2 separate regions of the Pan troglodytes genome follow, and region 1 is linked to region 2. The links are chromatin contacts, called in public Hi-C maps. All regions are on one chromosome and are shown on one strand. Each heading gives the region's core, a stretch centred on a gene start, on an enhancer-like site or on the middle of the called end of the contact. The rest is flanking DNA. Distances are from core to core; before and after follow the strand shown. Region 1 overlaps HIP1 (huntingtin interacting protein 1). Region 2 holds the start of HIP1 (huntingtin interacting protein 1).

Region 1 (3,700 bases), core at 131-2,630, 87 kb after region 2:
TAGGAAGGCAGGACTTGAACTTGGGGTTCTGATGTAAGAACCACTCTGCATTCAGCATCCCTACTTTGGCTTTAGAATCTTGGGATGTTTTTACAGTGTGGAGGATCCTTCTTTTTTTTTTTTTTTTTTTTTTTGAGATACGGAGTCTCACTCTGTCACCCAGGCTGGAATGCAGTGGCACAATCTTGGCTCACTGCAACCTCCACCTCCCGGGTTCAAGCGATTCTTCTGCCTCAGCCTCCCGAGTAGCTGGGACTATAGGTGCCCACTACCATGCCTGGCTAATTTTTGTATTTTTAGTAGAGACGGTGGTTTCACCATATTGACCAGGCTGGTCTCGAACTCCTGACCTCGTGATCGGCCTGCCTCTGCCTCCCAAAGTGCTGGGATTACAGGTGTGAGCCACTGTGCCTGGCCTCAGGTCTTTGAAGACCCTCTCACCCTCGCCCGTTTTCATGCGGACTGAGTCCCCCCATGCCCCTCCCTCCTCCTGTGTGGGCAGCTGTCTCTTGCTAAATGGCTTTGGTTGCAGAGCTCATGTCGTGGCTCTCAAAAAGAAATGTGTGGGATGAATAAGCACCTAACAATAACCCAGAATCAGTTTTTTTGTGTGGTGGGGAGAGGGCTGTGTTTTCCTTTCTCTTCCCTCTTCTCCCTCCCTCTGCCCCCAAGGCCAGTAAATTGCTGCTGGCTCACAGCCGGGCCAAGCTGGCTTCCTGTAAGCCGTGATAACATGGAATTAGCTTGGCTGCCACCCTCCCCAGGGCGGGGACACCAGCTCTGAGCCACTACAGGCGACTCTGAGCTGGTACTTCCTGCCCTCAGCCTGGTCCATGCTTCTGGGACACTGCTTTGGAGATAACTGGGCAGAGCTGGGTGTGGTGGCTCACGCCTGTAATCCCAGCACCTTGGGAGGCCGAGGAGTTTGAGACCAGTCTGGCCAACATGGTGAAACCCCGTCTCTACTAAAAATACACAAATTAGATGGGCGTGGTGGTGTGGGCCTGTAATTCCAGCAACTTGGGAGGCTAAAACAGGAAAATCGCTTGAACCCAGGAGGTAGAGGTTTCAATGAGCCAAGATCGCACCATTGCACTCCAGCCTGGGTGACAGAGGGAGACTCTGTCTCAAAAAAAAAAAAAAAAAAAAAAAAGATAACTGGGCAGAGACACATCCCTGGACTTGTCCTCCAGCGGAGAAGCAGTGGAAAAACCTCTCCCCAGTACAAGGCTGGCAGCTCCTGAACTGGGCCATTAAGGGTGCTCCAAATTACCACTTACAGGGAGGAGCTGGCGGGCAGGGGCAGAGAGCTCTGGCAGCCTGGGGCACCCTTGAGGCGAGGTTTCCAGGCTGTTTGCTGACTCAGGGACTTGGCTGAGTGGCTCCCGTCTGTCCTGGTGCCTCTAAAAGGCCCTCTGACCCCTGCTGGCCACCCGCAGCCTGCCTGGAGAGGCTTTAGAAATTCGGCAGATCTTTGCTTCCCAGAACCCGCCAGCTAATCATGGGATCCTAAGACCAAGCCAGGTGTTTTTCTTAGGGGGTCTATCTTGCAGAATGGTTAGGCTCTGGGGGTGCACCTGGCATCTCCATATAGCTCAGCCACGCTTGAAGTCACCCTTTCCCCTGTGATGTCAAATCTGTGGAAAGGGACCATGGACACCTGTGTTTAATATGGGGGGAACAGCAGTGTCAGGAGGAAAAACAGGTCTATTAATATCAGATGCAAAGCGTTCAGAGGTCTCCGCCTATGCTGAACTTTTGGCCAAGGGATGGAAAATTCCAGGTGGGAGCTTGGAAATTCCCCATGTAGGAGAAGCAGTAAGGGAAGTGCCACACTTCCTTGCTTCCTGCAGCCCTCAGCTTCAGCCAAGACCAGGCCGGGGGTTCCTGAGTCCTGGCTGTGGTTGTTCAGTTGTTCATAGTCTTGGCTACACATCACAGCCTCCTGGGGGAGGTTTAAAGTTCTGATGCCCAGGCTGATCCCAGACCCATTACATCAGAATCCCTGGGGCGGGGCCCAGGCTTCCCAGGTAATTGGAGTGTGCAGCTGGGGTGAAGAACCGCAGCTGGCAATAACAACCTCTGTTTTCCTCCACCCTCTGTCTGGCTCCTTTATTTTTGCCCTCTCAGATTCAGAGGTAGGTATGGCTGTGCATAGTGGGTGCTTGGAAAATAGTGTTCAGGGTCATTGCTGCTACTACTGCTAATAGTAATTTAGGTTCACTCAAAGGGCGAGGAGCATTGGAAAAGTGCTTTGCTATGATTTCATTTAAAAATGTTCCAGACCAGCTGCAGTGGCTCACGCCTGTAATCCCAGCACTTTGGGAGGCCAAGGCAGGCTGATCATCTGAGGTCGGGAGTTTGAGACTAGCCTGACCAACATGGAGAAACCCTGTCTCTACTAAAAATACAAAATTAGCTGGGTGTGGTGGCATATGCCTATAATCCCAGCTACTCGGGAGGCTGAGGCAGGAGAATTGCTTGAACCCGGGAGGCGGAGTTTGCGGTGAGCCGGAATCATGCCATTGCACTCCAGCCTGGGTAACAAGAGCAAGACTCTGTCTTAAAAAAAAAAAAAAAGTTCCTAGCCTGGACAACTCAGTGAGACCCCATCTCTAAGAAAAAAATAAAAAATAGCCAGTCATGGTGGCATGCACCTGTAGTCCCAGTGAGACCAGGTCTCACTATGTTGCCCGGACTGGCCTCAAACTCCTGAGCTCAAGCAATCCTCCCATCTTGGCCTCCCAAAGTGTTGGGATTACAGGCCTGAGTCACTGAACCTGACCCTGATTCCTCTTAATGTCCCCACTGCCTCCCATTCCCAGGGTCTGCTCTCTGGGCAGGCTGTCTCTGTGCCGCCTTCCTTCCCACAGCACGTCTCATGTCTCTCCTTGCCCCCTTCTTGAAGCCATGGCCCCAATTCAGGCTTCTGTCTTCCTGGCTCACCTCTGCAGCCCCTGACTTCCGGCAGCTTAGGGGGTCTATCTTGCAGAATGGAAAGGTTCTGGGGGTGCACCTGGCATCCGCATATGGCTCAGCCGTGCTTGAAGTCACCCTTTCCCCTGTGACGTCAAATCTGTGGAAAGGGACCATGGACACCTGTGTTTAATATCGGGGCAACAGCAGTGTCAGGAGGAAAAACAGATCTAGTAATATCAGGGGCAGAGTGTTCAGAGGTCTCCGCTGAATCTACAGGGAGAGGGACCATAGGAGCCATGCTTTGAGGCTTGATGCTCCTCCATGACCCCGCCCAGTGACTCCAACCAGCCCCAGCTACTCCAACCAGCCTCATCTACTCCAACCAGCCCCAGCTACTCCAATCAGCCCCAACTACTCCAACGAGCCCCAGCTACTCCAACCAGCCCCAACTACTCCAACCAGCTCCAGCTACTCCAACTAGTCCCAGCTACTTCAACCACTCTCAGCTACTCCATCCAGCCCTCAGCTACTCCAACCAGCCCCAGCTACTCCAACCAGCCCCAGCTACCCCAGCCAGCCTCAGCTGGAGCTCCGAAAGCCAAGAAGTGCCCAGTGCTTTGCACCTGAGTCTGTCTTTGCCTGGCTGGCCAGCATACCCCTCCCTGCATAGCAGCCTGTGCTGGCTTTCTGTGGCCTACACAGGAGGGCCTAAGGGGTCTAGCTGGAACTCCCTGCCCGGCTGGAACTCCCTCACCCTCCCTGTGTATCTGCTCAGTGAGAT
Region 2 (3,558 bases), core at 1,018-3,517:
CCAAAGCAACACAAGGGAGGGGGCACTCCCAAAGCCTCCCACAGAAATACAATTTAAGTAAAGGTGAAACCAGTCCAGTCCTTCCTATGCAAATGTAGCCTGAATGGCACCACCATTGCCCACCCCCCAATCCCTGTGTCCAAGCCTTATTTGCGTAACCTCCCACGGGACAGAACTTCCTCCTCTCCCTTCTCTTTCTAGGCCCTCATCATCTCTCATCTACTCTAGAGTCTCCCCACTGATTTCCTCCCTTCCATCAGGCCCCCATAATCCATCCCCACAATACAAGCTCCTCAGTGCACACATCTGAGCAAAAGTCTTCAGTGGCTCCTTAGTAACCGCAAATGCCCACCCCTCTTTCACTTCTCTATTGAATGTGTGAATTTTTACCAAACGCTCTTATTAAAAAACAAAAACAACAACAACAACAAAAAAAACAGGCAGGGCAGGGTGGCTCACACCTGTAATCCCAGTGCTTTGGGAGGCTGAGGTGGTAGGATCATTTGAGCCCAGGAGATCATGACCAGCCTGGGCAATCCAGCAACATACCCCTCACTACAAAGAAATATGTATATATTTTTTTGAGACGGGGTCTCGCTCTGTCTCCCAGGCTGGAGTGCAGTGGCGCGATCTCTGCTCACTGCAACCTCTGCCTCCCTGGCTCAAGTAATCCTCCCGCCTTGTGAGTAGCTGGGACTACAGGCTTGCACCACCACGCCCAGCTAATTTTAAAATTTTTTGTACAGATGGAGTCTTGCTATGTTGCCCAGGCTGGTTTCAAACTTCAGAGCTCAAACGATCCGCCTGCCTCAGCCTCCCAAAGCGCTGAGATTACAGGTGTAAGCCACCGCACCTGGCCAAATTTACAACACACACACACACACACACACACACACACTTGAATCACCAAATTGTTAGGCCTAAAGGTGCCATTCATTACTCCGAGTTTCAAATAACTTTTAAAAAATACATCTATGCCGGGTGCTGTAGCTCATGTCTGTAATCACAGTACTTTGGGAGGCCAAGGTGGGAGGCTTGCTTGAGGCCACGAGTTCGAGACCAGTCTGGGCAACATAGAAAGACTCCATCTCTGCAAAAAAGATAGCCAGGCTTGGTGGCGTGCATCTGTAGTCCCAGCTACTCGAGAGGCCGAGGCAGGAAAATCGCTAGGACCCAGGAGCTCAAGGTCCCAGTGTGTTACGATCTGCACTCCAGCCTGGGCGACAGAGGGAGACTGACTCCAAATGAAACCAAAAAACAAACAAACAAACAAACAAACAAAAACAAAAACACACCTAAATTGGAGTTTAACGGAAAACTTTTAACTTTCTCCAGCACTCCTGCTAAGCATCACACTTCTCTCTGCTTGCTGGTACCCTGGCTGACGTCTGAGCAGGATGGGACGCGCGGCTCAGAGCCTAAGATAAACCGAAAGTGTCTACAGGGCTTTCTACCAACAAATAAGCTCTGACGGGTTCCTTTGATGAGGTTTGGGAGGCAGGTCCCGGGAGGTGCCCGCGGACTCAGCCCCGAACTCCGGGACCTGGGCTCTGCGATCCTTGCAGAGGGCATGGGCAGGGGCAGAATGGAGAAGTGCAGGACGGGGAAGCCTGGGAGCTGGGTGGGGGCGGCCACCCATTGAGCCGGATCCGGCCAGGCGCCCACGCTGCGCCCCGCCCGCGGGGCTGCGCTTTCCCGGGCTGCGGCCGCAGAGCTGGTCAGTCCGGCGCTCCCGGGTCCCAGGCCCGGAAGGAGCTAACGGGCTATTCGCAGGCGGGCTGGGATTCCCCCGGGGGAGGCCCCACTGCCCGGCCCGCGTCTCCACGGGCCGTCGCGGGATAGCCCCCTGCAGGAGCGGGCAGGGTAGTGGGCGGCGCTTGGCGGAGGGCAGCACGCTCGGGGCGCGCGGGGACCGCGGCCGAGGGGAGGAGAGGCCGGCGCGCGGGCGGGGGCGGGGCGAGCGAGGGCATATCAGGGCAGCCCGCCCAGGCCACGCCCCATCCAGGCCTCGCCCCGTCCGCACACCGCCCCGGCCCTGCCTAGAACGGCGGGACCACGGTGACTGACAGGACTCCAGACCAGTCACCACGCGTCTCGAGGCCCCGAGAGGCTAGTCGGGGCCGAGCCAGCGGAGGGGCTCCTGAAGGGGCGGGGGCGGGCGGGGAAGCCTTTCGGCGAGGGGCGGGGTCTCGGGAAGACTGGCAGAACTCACAGCCAATGGCAGGGGGGAGCCGTCCCGTTAGCACCGGATCCCCGCGGGTAGGGCGGGGCGGGCGGCGCCGTGGGGATCCCGGGGCAGCCGAGGGCCCCTGACTCGGCTCCTCGCGGCGACATGGATCGGATGGCCAGCTCCATGAAGCAGGTGCCCAACCCACTGCCCAAGGTGCTGAGCCGGCGCGGGGTCGGCGCTGGGCTGGAGGCGGCGGAGCGCGAGAGCTTCGAGCGGACTCAGGTGAGGACGGGGGACTCCGGGGCATCCCTGGGGCACCCTGAGGGACGCGGTGTCCGGGAGGGGCTTTGAAGGGAGTAGGAGTCTTGCAGGCCCCAGTTGAAGACGGGGCGAGGGTGTAGTGAGCGGGGGCATTGACGTGCAGATCTGGGCGATCCCAGGAAGGTCGGGGACCCCAGGGTACCCCAGCTGGCCTGGGGAGAAGGGCAGAGGCGGGCTCGGAGGAGATGGCAGGATGCGTGGCCAAGAGGAGCCTGATCGGCTGGGTACCGGGCAGGAGTCCCAAGATGAGGTGAGAGGGGAAGGAACTGAAAAGGGGCGGAATGGAAGGGTTGCCCCTAAACAAGGGAAGCGCACGGGAGCCACTTGGAGGCTCAAGTGTGGGGGCGGAGAGTGGGGGCGCCGGGCTGGGAATGTGAAGGGTGAGGGGACCTCTCTTCCCCTCCGATCACTTCTTGGTTGCATTGACATCCCTTCCCACCCCCCACCCCTTAGCATCCCCCTTTCTCGATGCCTCTTGCTTGGCTCTGGCCAGCCCCAGCTGTCAGCTCTGAGGCCGGGCGGAAGGGGTCGGAGCAGGGAAAAGGAATGTAGGAAATGCAAAGTGTGGCCACTTTGTGGAAAAATTACTTTGGGGGCTAAAGTGGAGACCATGGTGCCCCTGAGCCCTGACTTGGGGTCTTGGTTTTATCCCCCAAGATGTGCCTGACAGCTAATAGGCAGACTGCCCTATTTGTCCTGCCTGACCAGGGCTTGGGGCCAAAATTCCTCAGTGTCATCAACAAAAAGCCACAATCCATTTTTATCTCCGAGTTTTTAATGCCTGGTGTATTGATTGGGCTGAATTAAGCTGACATGTTGTTGGTGTTCATCAGTTCATTTGTATGTAAAATCCATTTCAAAGAGTACAACGCTTCTTTTAATCCCAGTGCCAATGCTGGAGGGGCAGATTTCTTCTACACTCTTGTGCTCAGAGTGGAACCTTTGAAGATCCATTTGGGTCTCCCTCTCCAGAGGCTGGTCCCCTGATGTGTTATGCGAGGAATACTTCCCCCAAACACAGTTGGAGGGAAAGGGCTTTGGGATTTTAGTTAGAAAAGACAGTGAGA

What was found. Hi-C and Micro-C count contacts between places; a contact is called where the count stands out from the background.
Region 1: a Hi-C map of stem cell-derived neural progenitor cells shows a contact between it and region 2, with 1.8 times the contacts expected there. The contact joins the enhancer-like site here to the promoter of HIP1 in region 2. A contact is called at or near these places in 1 of 7 Hi-C or Micro-C datasets (stem cell-derived neural progenitor cells) and 1 of 1 datasets of contacts at active chromatin or transcription factors (stem cell-derived excitatory neurons).

Annotation. Positions count from the first base shown.
Region 1 is chr6:85,835,936-85,839,635 of NHGRI_mPanTro3-v2.0_pri, forward strand. All of the region lies in intron 1 of HIP1 (huntingtin interacting protein 1), which reads left to right. Among named protein-coding and RNA genes, the nearest start is that of HIP1, 88 kb to the left of the region's middle. Within about 2 kb of position 1,381, at least 11 of the 24 cell types and tissues checked have an H3K27ac peak or open chromatin away from gene starts, as enhancers often do. A contact at or near this core is called in stem cell-derived neural progenitor cells, where this site is marked.
Region 2 is chr6:85,747,785-85,751,342 of NHGRI_mPanTro3-v2.0_pri, forward strand. It overlaps HIP1 (huntingtin interacting protein 1), which reads left to right and starts at 2,268. Exons shown (of 31, transcript NM_001428067.1): 1 at 2,268-2,452. The coding sequence starts at 2,333.